Linked DNA regions of Mus musculus: all the other regions are linked to region 3. Evidence: chromatin contacts called from public Hi-C and targeted proximity ligation data. All regions are on one chromosome and are shown on one strand. The core of a region is the stretch at or near the end of the contact, and the rest is flanking DNA. Distances in the headings are between cores, read along the strand shown. Region 1 has its middle 13 kb from the start of Gm32026. Region 2 overlaps Gm32026 (a long non-coding RNA gene). Region 3 overlaps Gnaq (guanine nucleotide binding protein, alpha q polypeptide).

Region 1 (4,519 bases), core at 636-3,135, 200 kb before region 3:
CTCCTGAGAACTGAGATGACAGGGGATGACAGGAATGAGCCACCACCATATGCAAATGTATATGTACATTTTTTTATAAAGTCTCCCTTGTGGTTTTGGTTTGGTTTGGGTTGGTTTGGGTTTTTGAGATAGAGTTCCTCTGAGTAACTTTGGTTGTTCTGGAACTCACTCTGTAGACCAGGCTGGCCTCAAACTCAGAAATCCTCCTGTCTCCCAGGTGCAGGGATTAAAGATGTGCATCTCCTGGCTCCTCTCCTATGATGATTTAGGAGCTGTCCGTATATTTGCATAGCATATTTGGTTTTGTATATATTATGATTTTCATTTCCACCTTTTACTTTGGTGTCACTTGATCTGTTTATCACTTTCCTTTTGCTATAATGCAATGGCCACAGTGTGCTACTTATAAAGAAAAGAGTCTTATTTGTTTATTTTACATCCATTGATTTGTTCACATGTGCATCTGTGTGCACACACATGCCAGGTGTGAGGGAACAAGCTTCAGGAGTTGAAGTCATCAGGCTTGGAGGCCAGAACCTCAACTGTCTCATCAGACTGAAATCAGCTCATAGCTTTGGAGAGTCAGAGTCTAGTATACAAACCTCATTGGTCTGGCCTCTGATAAGGGGCCTACCGGTAGGTAACATTATGGTGGGGACATGGATGAGACAGAACTTCCCTTGCCAGAAAGGAAACCAGAGAGACTGGAGTTCCACAGTCCCTGGGATGGGTGGTGGGGCATAAATGACCCAAAGATTTCCCAGCTTCTCTGCATATTGGTAGCAAGGTCTTTTAAGTTTTTGAAGCAGGCACTGTTGGCCTTTTGTCAATGGCTCCTGGAATAAGTGACTTTCTTGGGCCACCTGTCATTAGCCCTCCAATTACAGTAAAAAAAATCAAGGGGCAATCTTTTGCTCCAGTTTCTTTCTGAGTTGTTTTTAAATTTGGTGCTTAGAATTTAACCCAACTGGATGTTGTTATGATACATATAACCTATAAATCTCACATTTTCTGGAACTACAGCCCTTTCCAAATCATTTTGGACTGTTTTTGGTTTCATTAAGATGTTGCTTTTCTAACCATCCTGTCATTTAAGCTCTAGTCTGAATTATCCTTTGATTTTTTTTTTTTTTTTTTTTTTTTTTTTTTTTTTTTTTTTTTGCCTTTCCGTATCTATACAATATGGGTTATTTAAGATTAACTTAGTCTACTTAGTCTGAAGTCAGGTCCTTTTCTTCATTGTGTGTGTGTTTTGCTTGTTCTAGTATGGACTCTGAAACCAGTTTTTCAAGTACTGTGATCTGTTACATTGTTAGAGTTGCTTACTTGGAGGTTAATTTAGAAAGTTGACGTCTTCAGAATTCTGTCTTTCGTTTTAGAGACAAGTACAGCTTTCTCTCTGCTCAAGGTCTTTGAAAAGAAATCTCATTCTTCTCTAGAAGAATGAGATTTCAGACCTCACACTGTTCTTGTTGGTTTATTCCAACCCCGGGGGACTTTAAAAAAAAAAAAAAAGAATCAGTGTTGCCATTGGGAATGGAAATCTGTTGATTTATTTTTCTACAGAGAAAATCGAAAGTAAGACTTGAATGACGACTTGAAAAGGGGGGTAGGGAGAGGAGGAAGATGGGTAGCAAAATAGTGGGAAAGGGGAGTAAGGACTCCCAGTGTGCTTTTCCAACCAGGCAGGCATTGATGGCTGACCTCCCGATTGAGCAAGGGATGCAGAAGTGGGGAGCAGGTTTGGGCTAAGCCTGGGAGTCATGCGCACTTCTACTCATCAGCGGTGTGATCTTGCTCCAGTTACCCAATTACAGTTCTTGCTTGTGAAACGTGGAAAATAACTGTGCGGGGGACCCTACTATCAACTAAAATGACCTAAGGTGCTGCCTGACAGGCTGTCTCCACAAAAGCGAGTTCCCACGCTGGGCGTCTCCTCTGTCCCCGATGCTGTGGAAATCCCAAAGTCTCCCAGGACAAAACGGAACTTTAATCTTAACGTATTATAAAAGGCATCTTCCAAGACTTCAGAATGTACAGGCAAACATACCAAAGGCTCTATTAAAACGCTGTAGGAAAGATACTTAGTAGGAGTTTACTAGGAATCTGGACAAGACTTGTAGTCTTGGGGAGAAAAATTACCCAGTATACAAGGAAGCATTGTTGAAATTGTTGGATTCTTATTTGGGACTAAATTCCCAGTGAGAAGCACCCTCTATTTCTACCTAACAAGGGCGCCTTGTTCAGGAGACAATGCTGGCCACATAGCCCTGGAAAGCATCGCATCCCCATGGCGATGGCAAGGACCCCCTCCCCCTCTCTCGCGCCCCTCCCCCCCAGCACTGCTGCAGCATCTAGAGTTGAGAAACTCCAGAGCTCAAACCCTCCTGGAACATCAGATATATGGGATGTGGGAACGAAAGAGAGAAAGAGAATCTAAGAACTGACTAAAGTGCCCCAAAGGAGCTCTCTCCTGGAGACATGCTCTTTTGTTCCTGTCTGTGGATCTCTTGCACATGAAGAACAACTTGCTAACCAGCCCCGGTTTAACATTCCCTCTCCCCTACACTGGGAGTGAGCCTCATTTTCATCTTCTAAAAAAATGGGATTAATAACTGGGACCTCAGAGAATTGCCACTAGAATTAAATGGCTCAGATAAAAACGTGCTCCGTCAAATTCTGTTTTTGTTTTTGTTGTTGTTGTTTTGTTCGTTTTGTTTTGGTCACACTTGGGACAGCACTTGGAATCGGAGAAGTCTTTGCTAGTTTAGGATTCTACTTTTCAAAGGGAAATTTGATTTTTGCAATAGCTGAATGGAACATCATATGACTCTCAGCGAATGAATGATATGTCTTATAAGGTGATTTTTATTTTTTTTAATTTTTTAATTTTAATTTTTATTTTAGGCAGGAATCTCTGGAGTTTTGCTTCTTAAGGCAAGGTGATCCCCGCACACCAGTGAATGGCCTAGAGCCTTGCTATATGGGCAGCAGAAGTTGAACTCAGGGAGTAATGACTTTTTTAAAAGTGAAGATCCAAAGTTGGGATAAGGAATTTGGGGAGGGGTGGATCTGGGAGGAGTTAAGGGAAAGAGTAGGACATTAAAATGATCAAACTTCATTGTATGCATCTATACAGTTCTCAAAGAACTAGTAAAATTATGGTAACCACCGAGCCTTGTTTCTGTATGACTTAAACACTGGCATTTACACACTGAGTCTATATGTAAGCTACATTCGGAGTCCAGCCAAGTCCACCACATGGTACTAGGTGGTCAAAGGCCTGAATTCAGTCCCTGTAACCCATACATAAGGTGGCTATGGTGAGTCTGTAATTCTGGAAGCAGGAGGATTAGAGATTCAAAGTCGTCCTGGGCTATATAGTGAGTTCGTGGCTAGCCTGGGCTATTTGAAATCCTGTTTTAAATAAGAAATTTTTTAAAATGCCAATAGACTCTCTCTCTCTCTCTCTCTCTCTCTCTCTCTCTCTCTCTCTCTCTCTCTCTCTCTCACACACACACACACACACACACACACACACACACACACACACACACACACTTTTTTTCAAGACAAGGTTTTTCTTCATAGCCCTGACTTTCCAGGAACTGGTTCTGTAGATCAGCTGGCCATGAACTTAAGGTATCTGCCTGTCTCTTCTGGGATTAAAAGCATGCACCACCACGCCTGACCCCTTCTCAAGAGCTAAATCAAGCAAGAGTATTAGAAACAATAGCAAGCGAGCTACATTTTCTTATGGAAGCATGTTTGTACTACTTGAGTTTAACAATATCAACACTTCTCATCTCTAAACTGAACAATGTACCTCATTAAACTGCTTTTAAAAAGTGGTTTCCTTTACTTTCTTTAGAAATGGAAGTGTGTGTTGTGTGTGTGTGTGTGTGTAAACATTTATTGTGAAGGAATGTTGGATTTTCTTAAAAGCCTTCTGTGTATCAATGGAGATAATATTGTTTTCTGTCGTTACTGTGTGTTGAGCAATCTTCCTGTATTTCTGGAATTATGACAACTCGAGCAATAGTGACTGATATTTTTAAATTATTGATTAATTAATTTATATTTAGTTTTACATGTTGTGTGTGGGAGAGAATGTGCATGTGAGGAAAGATGCCCACAGAAACCAGAGGTGGTGGATTCCCCGGGAGCTGGAGATGCTGGTGGTTGTTGGCTGACAAACGTGGTTGCTGGGAATTGAACTTGGATTCTCTGTCAAAGCCGACTGTGCTTGATCCATCTCTTGACCCCAAGTTTTATTTATATTGTGAATTATCTTTGTGCTGTGTTTTTGAACTTGTTGGTAATTTTCCTGGAAATATTTATATCTATGTCCATTATGGAAATTGGTCTGTAGCCCATCTGGACCTAGACTTGTTTTAGTTGAGACTAAATGTTTTATTAGGAAACATATAAATGATATGTAGTAATAGTCTACATTATCATGGTTTTTATACCTGTACAGAATGTAATTTGATTGAATTTATCCTTTATTACCTCCTTA
Region 2 (4,461 bases), core at 684-3,183, 190 kb before region 3:
TGTGTGTGTGTGTGTGTGTGTTGGGGGGGGTGCTATCCCTGGGTTGGTGGTCCTGGGTTCTATAAGAAAGCAGGCTGAGCAAACCATGGGGAGCAAGCCAGTAGGTGGCACCCCTCCATGACCTCTGCATCAGCTTCTGCTTCCAGATTCCCACCCTGTTTGAGTTCCTGTCCTGATTTCCTTTAATGATGGGCTACAATGTGGAAGTTTAAGTCAAATAAACCCTTTCTTCCCCACCTTGCTATTTTAATCACAGCAATCGGAATTCTAAGTCACTGTTTGTTTTAAGTTTCTGAAGGGTCTTCCTCCCCTATTTCAGGGTTGGGGAGTTTGGAGAAAGACATGTCCTAATTTGGCCTTGAAGTTGCTGAAACACCACATCAGTGGAGGCCCTATTGGCAGAAGAAAAAAGCCCACAAGTCTTTGTTTTCAGCTTCTAGACTTTTGTCTCGGGTCATGAGGGAAAGAAAGAAGCCAGCCATCTTGGAAGTTCACCATCTTTAATATCTATCCATGGCCCATCTGCCTACCTATTTTCCTGCCTATTATAGAGTCAGTCTAACTCCTAGACTCTCAACCAGCATAGATTCTGACTACATAAATCATAGGGGAACTGGGGGGTGGGGCTTGGGGTTTTTTCCCACCTGGAGGAATTCTAATGCATATGCTGCCGAATTATGCTAGTATGAGAGAGAGAAAAAATTAGAAGGACAACTAGCCTATAACAAATACTCTATTCCTATTATCTTCTTGGGACTTCAGAATAATTTGTACTTTTCTTTCCCACAAGGGAGGTAAGTCAGTCCTTGAGCTTACTAGGAACTGGGAGGTCTCACTAGGACACACAGGTGAAACAGGTAGCTTGAGCTATTTTTCATCTGTCTACATCAGAGAACAGAGTGGTGGCTGCCAGTCCCCATCGGGCCTCCAAACCTGTTGTATTTAGCTTGAACAGAGTTGGCCTGCCCAGTGTCTTAGCAATATTTGAGTTTTGTTCAACATTTAAAACTCAGATTTCACACTCAGAACTTGGTTTCCTTTGGTTTGTGGAATGATAAGGGATGAAACATATGACCCCCTCATCCTATATCACAAAACAACTTCTTTAGATGGCCTTGACTGTAATTTGTCAAGGCTCCCGTCTGTCTTTATTGTTATCAAATCAAAACCAAGTTTTACTTGCCCTTTTATCATAATCTTATATTTGTGGTTTCCTTAAAGGCAAAGAAAGTGAAATATTTATTTGGAAAGTAAGGTCATAATAAGAGGGTCTAATGTTTCAGTGTTTTTGTTTTTCTTTTCCCATAGCAGAGCTCTTCTGTCCTTGGCATTACCTGTCAGGGCTTCTCCAGTTGACTGTTTCTGATCTATTTCTTAATCCAGAGTGAGGGAAGGTTGTTTCCCAGAGCCAAAATAACATGCGGTAGAAGATGCAGATCCAATAAGACAAGTGTGTTGGTAGAGGATTTTTTTTTTTCTGGAAGGGTCTTCTGAGTGGGGTTAACCTGCTTGAAGAGCTGCCCTGTGGAGAGCGTAGTCCACCCCCCTTAGTGCAGCCCTCAGAAGCCTGATGAATCACGGGCATGTAGATGGGGCTTAGCTTTCTGCCTTCTTTCTTATTTTCTTCCCCTTCCCTTCTTCTTCCTCCTGTTTCCATAGGCTCACACAGGAACCTCAATAAGCAATAACATTTGCATTCCTAGTAGACGCCATTCCTAGAACAGGTCATGGATCCAAGGCGCTGTAGATACTTGGTTGTATCTGACATCAGTACCCAGATATCTCCAACTCCCTATTTCTTAGTCAACATTAAGGAAGGAAAAGCAGGTTGAAAATGCAAAACAATGACATTTGCTGTTGGACTGAGCGGCCAGCATAATGTTTAGTGAATTCAAAACCAAAATAGTTACACAGGAAGAGGAACAGGTCGGGTGCCCTAGCCCCCACCAGTTCCCCGTTGGCTGCCTGGACTCGCTTGAAGATCAACATTCTCTGCTGAAGGTTTGTCTAAAGCTGCTGTGCCCTTGTGAATCTTGTCTGGCAGCATCTGAGAGCTCTTGTGGCTCCTCATCTTCCACAGCCTTGAGTGCCATCGAGTTCTTTGTTACTTTTAAGCTACTCTGACAGATACAGTGTGCTCTCTTTACATTCTAATGCGTTCCTGGTAATTAAGGACCTTGAACATCTTTCATTTGTTTATTGGCTATCTGTGTATCTCTTTGCTCAGTTTAAAAGATTAGGTTGTTCAGAACAGAGAAAAATAAATAAATTAGGGTGTAATTTTCTGACTCACTGGTGATAGTTGTTCATACATCTGGTTGCAAATTCATTGTAGAATTAATAATTTACCAATGCATTATCCCAGTTCATAGCTTGGCTCTTCTTGCTTGTAATAGTGTGTTCACAGGGAGAATGTTGATGCTGTCCAACATATCAATTTTTGATCTTTAAGTGACTTCTTTTGTTTTGTATGTAAATTTGCCTAGTTTGTGACCACAAGCTAGAATCAACATTTAAATGTTTATTTATGATTCATTTGGGTTATCTTTGCATATGGGATGATAACTGACTCAAGATTGACTTATTTATAATAGGGTGTTTCTTCTGGTGACTCCTAGCAGGTTTGGTTGGTTTGGGGTAAAGGTTTCTAATGTAGCCCAGTCTGGCCTGATATTTGTTGTTTGGAGACTGGTCTTGAACTTGTGATAATGAGTCACTGCCTCTGCTTCCTGATAGCAGGAACTCACCACTATCCCTGGCCTCTGTTTAGGTTTTGCTACATTATCAGTTTCAGTACCAAGACTGGAACTATTCACATTCTCACAATCTAGTTTCCATGCATTTGAAAATAACTGTGTTCACACACACACACACACACACACACACACACAGAGTGTTGATTTTCACATGTACTGAATATGATAGCTAACCAACCATCTTGGTATATTGTAGATCTAGTTTTCATCTTTTAAAACCCATATTCTCTTTGTATTATATGAATTCACCATCTTTATTCATTTATTGTTTATTGGTGGACATTATGATAGAACCCATTTCATGAATACAAGAATTATTACAATAACTGCCATTGTACATAGTCCCTGTGTCTTGTAAGATAAGTCTAGGATAAAAACAGAAGTTCAATTCCTAGGTACTAGGATGGGCCACCTTACTAAAAGGACTGAATCAACTGAGAATCTAATAATACAGAGTGTTTTACACGCTACTTCTTCACCAGAACACAAAACTCTGAAATTACTATCAATGTAATAGGAATGAAGTAATCATATCTCTTCAAAACCTTGGACTACTTGATTGCTCATGGGGTCAGACATTGGTTATTTCTAAATTGACCCTTCCTATATGTCTCCTCTCCACTAAGTTGTTTATTTTGATGAAGTAATCTGTCATATTTTATGTATAGAACTTTGTCTATACTTCTGTCTTAGGCTTTTATTGCTATGCAGAGATATCATGACCAAAGCAACTCTTATAAAAAAAAATGTAATTGGGGCTGGCTTACAGTTTCAGAGATTCAGTCCATTGTCATCATGGCAGAGAGCATGGCAGCCTGCAGGCAGACATGGTGCTGGAGGAGCCAAGAGTTCTACATCTTGATCTGAAGGCAGCCAGGAGACAGGATTCCACACACTGGACAGAGAATAAGCATAGGGGTCTTCAAAGCCCACCTACAAGGTGAAAAACTTCCTCTAACACAGCCACACCTGCTCCAATAAGGCCACACCTCCTAATAGTGCCATTCCCTATGGTCAAGCATTGAAACACATGAATCTATGAGGGCTGAAACCTATTTAAACCATCACATTCTGCCCCTGCCCCCCCCCATATGCTTGTAGCCATAACATAATGCAAAATGCATTTAGTCCAACTTCAAAAGTCCCCATTATTTATCACAGTCTTAACAATGATTAAAAGTTCAAAGTCTCTTCTGAGATTCATGCAATCTCTTTACTGTAATACCCTATAAAATCAAAATAAAAAAGCAGATCACATACTTCCAACATCACAGGATATATATTACCGTTTCAAAATGTCATAGTAAGGAAATATTGGATCAAAGCAAGACCAAAAACCAGATGGGTAAACTCCAAACTCTGCATCTCCATGTCTTATGTCCAACTGCTTTCAGCTTTGTTGACTGCAACACATTTTGTTTTTCTCTTGGGCTGGTTCCACTCTCTGTTAGCAGCTTCCTCAGGCAGGTATTTCATCGCTCTAGCATCTCTTACATCTTGGGGTCTCCAAGGCAACTTCAACTTCAAAGTTTCTTTTTCCAGTGTCTGGGATCCATACATGCTCTTTTGGTTCCTCCAAAAGTCTTGGGTCCTTCTCCAGCTCTGCCCTCTGTAGTACTATAGGCTCTGGTTGGTTCCACTCCACTGCTGCTGCTGTTCTTGGTGGTCATTCCATGGAACTGGCATCTCCAATACACTGGGATCT
Region 3 (4,444 bases), core at 936-3,435:
TCTGTGGTCTTCTCAGCTTTCTGTCACATTGCTGGTCTGCTGAGTCCTATACTAGTCAGGTAAGCAGAGGTTTGGGGAGTTCTCCCCAAATGTGTGAAGCTCCACTCAGCTTTCCTAGCGCCTGCCTCTCTTTATGTCCTGAAAATTACCTGCTTCCCCAAGCTTTGTCTATCGGGGGAGCCGGGCTTTAAGCTTTTGTGTAGCATATGTGTGTGTATGTGTTTTGTGTAGCACATGTGTGTGTATGTGTTGATTGTTAAGCTACAGACAGAATACAGACAGAATTCGGGCTGTAATTATCCGATGGCAGGAATGTGAATGTTTCACTAGTCAGTTTGGGGTTGGTTTGTTTTCTTTTTTGTTCACAGACTCTTTGTTTTCAGCCAGTGGAATCCATTTTTGAAAAGAATGTAAGAGCCTCTGGGACATTTTTCTGAGCTGCAGTGATTCATGCTTCCACTTTCTGAAGGGAATGGCTAGAATGTAGATCAGCTAGTTAAATGCGTTTTGCCTTTTTCTGAAAAGCATAGTCACTGCCAAAAAATTCCAACTTTTAGTAAAGTTATGTAAAAAGTATCTTTTGAATCTTCTCCAGCTTTATTTTACAAATAAGAAACTGCTGTTGCCATTCATTTTAAATCTTGAAAATATTATTTAGATCACTTTGATAAACTACCAAACTCTACCAAAAATAGACTTTAGAGGATATGAATGTCAGAGTTTATTGAATTAATTTATTTCCACCATCAGACTCATTGGCTGTCTGTACTCACCCTGAAGGATATGCACCCAGACAGCACAATAAAACAAAATACTCTCAGTAGGAGGACCAGGTGGACGACAGGCATTTTATTTATGAAAACAACACGTTAGGTACACCAAGACACAGCTATCAAAGCTTCCAGTTTACGATACAGCTTTCTAATGACCCACTTGTGATCCTATACCTAAGCATATTGTTGGAGGAGAGAGCTTCCCATTCCCTCCAAGGACAGGAAAAGTCAGATGGCCAGCAGCTTTATTTAGGGCTTTTCAGATGCTAAGTAGTAAGACAGCTATTTTATGCATAAAAAGCCCTATTATGAAATAGTACTATATCCATTTTATAAATAAAGAAGATAAGCCTCACATACCAATAAGCTTGTTCAAGAAGCTGTACTGATAAATGGTGGCAAGAGAGTCTAATCAAAATCTTCCTGTTTTAAAGCTTTCATTCTCTGCGGCTGAGAGCTCCCAGAATTTGAAAGCTTAGCTGACGAAAATAAAGGAGTGGGGCACGAGAGTGAGCAGTAGAGTACCTTTCCTGCAGCTGTTGTGAGTGGGGCAGTACCTCTCCTGCAGCTGTTGTGAGCAGTAGAGTACCTTTCCTGCAGCTGTTGTGAGTGGGGCAGTACCTCTCCTGCAGCTGTTGTTAGTGGTTCTGGCTTGCAGCTGTACGTCTAGACCAGACGTTACTTGCAAGGTGTCAAGGATGGACAGAAGCTTTTCCTTCTTAGAGCCTGAAAATCATTTTCTGCTGTGTTTCTGGATCAGATAAGGAGCAGGCTCCTTCGCACGTCTCCTGCCGGTTCTGCTTTGATAGCATGTGGGTAAGTTGGATGGGTCCAGTGCTTGAAACTGCACTGAAGCAGTGGTTTTCTATTATCCTTTTAGGGCTAGCCAGCTGAGCATCCCGTAGGAGCTTGTTATAAATTTTGTATATCCACCAGACTATTGAATAGATCACTGGGAAATGAATGTGCTCTGGAGTCCACATGCCCTTCAGGAAGTGATCTGACTGATATAGGCTCAGTTGGAGAGCGCCTGTCCTAGGGAATAGGGACTCTTCTTGTCTTGTGGCTAGGTGCAGGTAAAGATCTTGGTAACTAAAAGCTAAATCTTAAAACTTGAGGCTTTGAAATCTTTGCTATCATCACTAGTGCCTGTAGCAGCTTGTTTTTTATAAATGAACACCCTGAGTGTCCACCTGCCTCTCCTGGATATGCTTTGCTTTAGTGTAATGTCAGAGTACAGATCCTTCAGAGGATTCAAGTGGAAGACAGAAAAGCTCATTGAATTCCTTGAATTTAGAAAACTTTCTTCCTGGAAAGAGCCGATGTGATTCTTTTTCTGTAAGCAGCATAGGGAGCAGATATCAACTGAGACCTTAAAGAAACAGGAACCAAAGATGGAACATAAGCTGCAGCCGTGTTACGAGGCAGTGGGCATGTCTGGCCATTTTGCCCAACTTCTCTATTCTGCTGTATTTCAGAGGAAGAGAAATGACGAGTGGTTAGGAGGCTTGGGGGTCAGGGGTGAGGTGGCTTTGCTTCAAGTAGGGAACAAGAATGAGAGAAAATAATGATTGGTGTTGCCATTGTTTTGAGTAAGTCTAAGAATATGAGTTCTTTCTTCCTAAATGCAAAGAACAAAGAGGAGTTCCCCACACCTTCTCCCTAACCTGAGGCTGCAATTCTAGCTTAGAGCTGCAGCCATTAGTGCAGGGTACTCTACATAATCACATCGTTTCCCAAGGAGAATGCACTGTTGTTGAATTCTGATTTCTCTGCCTCTCACCCTAAGTAGCCGTGATTTCTGTCAGAATACCTTGTTTGCTAGGAATGTGCCATGTCATGACCTCAGAGGCACTGGAAGTTAAGAAATAGGTCAGAAATTCCTAGCAGAGGTTCTCATTCAGGAAGATTGCTTTTGCCCTGTTGTTTGTGCTCAAATTTAGTTCTTAAAGAACGATGACTATGAAGACCCCTCTACACTAAAGCCAGACATGCCCACTGCCTCATAACACTGCTGCAGTTTATTCTCCATCTTTGGTTCTTGTTTTTTGGAGGGTAGGTCTCAGTTGAGTGAGTAGCTGGCACACCACAGAGCAGTCCACAGGCAGCTAGCTCTAAGGCGGATTGGATGTGAAAAGGTTTCACACCCCACAGGACTTGCCAGAAACAAGTGCTAGAGGAGTCACCTACAAGTTAGCAGAGGGAATGTTTTTATTCTCCAATTACAGCCTAGAGCGTGCTTCTGCAGCTATAGGGATGGCATCTGATGATGCTCTTTGGTTCCCTGGCTCCACTGGCAGCCCACCTAGAACAGCCACCCATTCACATGTAGCGCTGTAGACACTCCGTGCCTGCTGAGAGCCTGTTGTTAGGTGGGAGACCTATGCAGTTTTCCTGTCAACACCAACATGTTGAGGAGAATCTTAGAACTGCCAGCTTCAGAGAACTTCGTAATTTTAGAAGATCATCACTCAGGTGATATAATGTTCAGATTCTACTTTGAACCTATGCTCTTTGAACCTTATTGTTTGGAACCATGGCATCTTTCTTTATTTTGCTAATCACTCCTATAGCTGTTTTGATGTAATTATTTGGGACAGGGGCAGATGGAAATAAAACTGGGCAGGTTGGGGTAAGAGTCAATGGAGGAAGCAAAGTTAGTGTTTTAGTAAGCTCTTCTTTTCTTGGTCCATAAGTTATCCACTGACTCAGTGTAGAAACAGAAATATTAAACCCCAAATCACAACCAGGAATAGTGTGATAGTAGTTCTAGCTACTCAGAAGGCTCAAGCAGGAGAATTACTTAGAGTTCAGGAAGTTTGAGGTTAGCCAGGACACAATACCCCGAGATCCACCTCTTGAAAAAAGTATGTGCGTATGAATCTGAGAGGCAGTTATTCTTCTGCTGCCTACCTAGTAAGACACTCTGCCCAGTCCTTTGTTTCTCTGTACCAGGCAGTGAGGGTGCCCAGGAGGTGCCTGTATCTTTGGAGTGTGGCTGAAATTTAGCCTGAGACCCCTGATGATACCATGATGTTCCTGGACTTGACTAGCTGGGAGGGTAATGGTGGTGATAATAGGTAAAGACTATGTGATTTATATTAGTGAATGGGGATGGGGATAGTAATTGGATTTTCTCTAACAGAATTCTGATAGGAAAGATATCTCCATCCTTATATTCTGGGTACTTTGTTTTTCTAGGTACTTCAAAAAATAATTTATATTACTTATCATTCCTGCTCTCTTGTAAAATAGTTTCTTGGGTTTGTGTGCTGTGAACTGAAATGCTTGCCTCCTTAATTCAAGAACTGATTGGTGTATTTGTTTTTATTTAGGTACTCACCATATGTCTGTTACATATACATGCTAAGAACAATAGTGGACTTATTGGTGTGGAAGTTATTAATAAATTAAGCCTTTGGGTAATTTCACCCTGTGTCTGTGTCATATTCCTGGCATTTCATATGCAAAGGCACTTTAAAAGTTGCTTTGTTTTTTTGTATTATCAGAGTTAATTTCAAAATACAGACAGGAAAAAGGAAGGAAAATTTCCACCAAGTGTCACCCACTGATAAGCTCATCCCAATGTGAAGTACCACATTGCTTGCTCTGCCTCTGTCTCTCTCTCCCTGAGTTGAGGCTCAGCACATCACTTTCATGAACGCCAGTGT

What was found. A called contact is a pair of places that touch in the nucleus more often than the background predicts.
Region 1: a targeted proximity ligation map of bone marrow-derived macrophages shows a contact between it and region 3, with 2.8 times the contacts expected there. A contact is called at or near these places in 8 of 484 Hi-C or Micro-C datasets (B cells, LSK cells, Sertoli cells and 4 more), 2 of 130 datasets of targeted methods (astrocytes and bone marrow-derived macrophages) and 1 of 9 other capture datasets (macrophages).
Region 2: a contact with region 3 is called in a Hi-C map of bone marrow-derived macrophages, with 29 read pairs. A contact is called at or near these places in 56 of 484 Hi-C or Micro-C datasets (the AML12 cell line, B cells, the C10 cell line and 39 more) and 13 of 130 datasets of targeted methods (the HPC-7 cell line, the NIH/3T3 cell line, astrocytes and 9 more).

What each region holds. Positions count from the first base shown.
Region 1 is chr19:16,048,591-16,053,109 of GRCm38.p6, forward strand. No RefSeq gene overlaps it. Among named protein-coding and RNA genes, the nearest start is that of Gm32026, 13 kb to the right of the region's middle.
Region 2 is chr19:16,065,583-16,070,043 of GRCm38.p6, forward strand. The region is part of intron 1 of Gm32026 (a long non-coding RNA gene); the gene reads left to right. Among named protein-coding and RNA genes, the nearest start is that of Gm32026, 3.7 kb to the left of the region's middle.
Region 3 is chr19:16,250,671-16,255,114 of GRCm38.p6, forward strand. All of the region lies in intron 2 of Gnaq (guanine nucleotide binding protein, alpha q polypeptide), which reads left to right. Among named protein-coding and RNA genes, the nearest start is that of Mir496b, 62 kb to the right of the region's middle.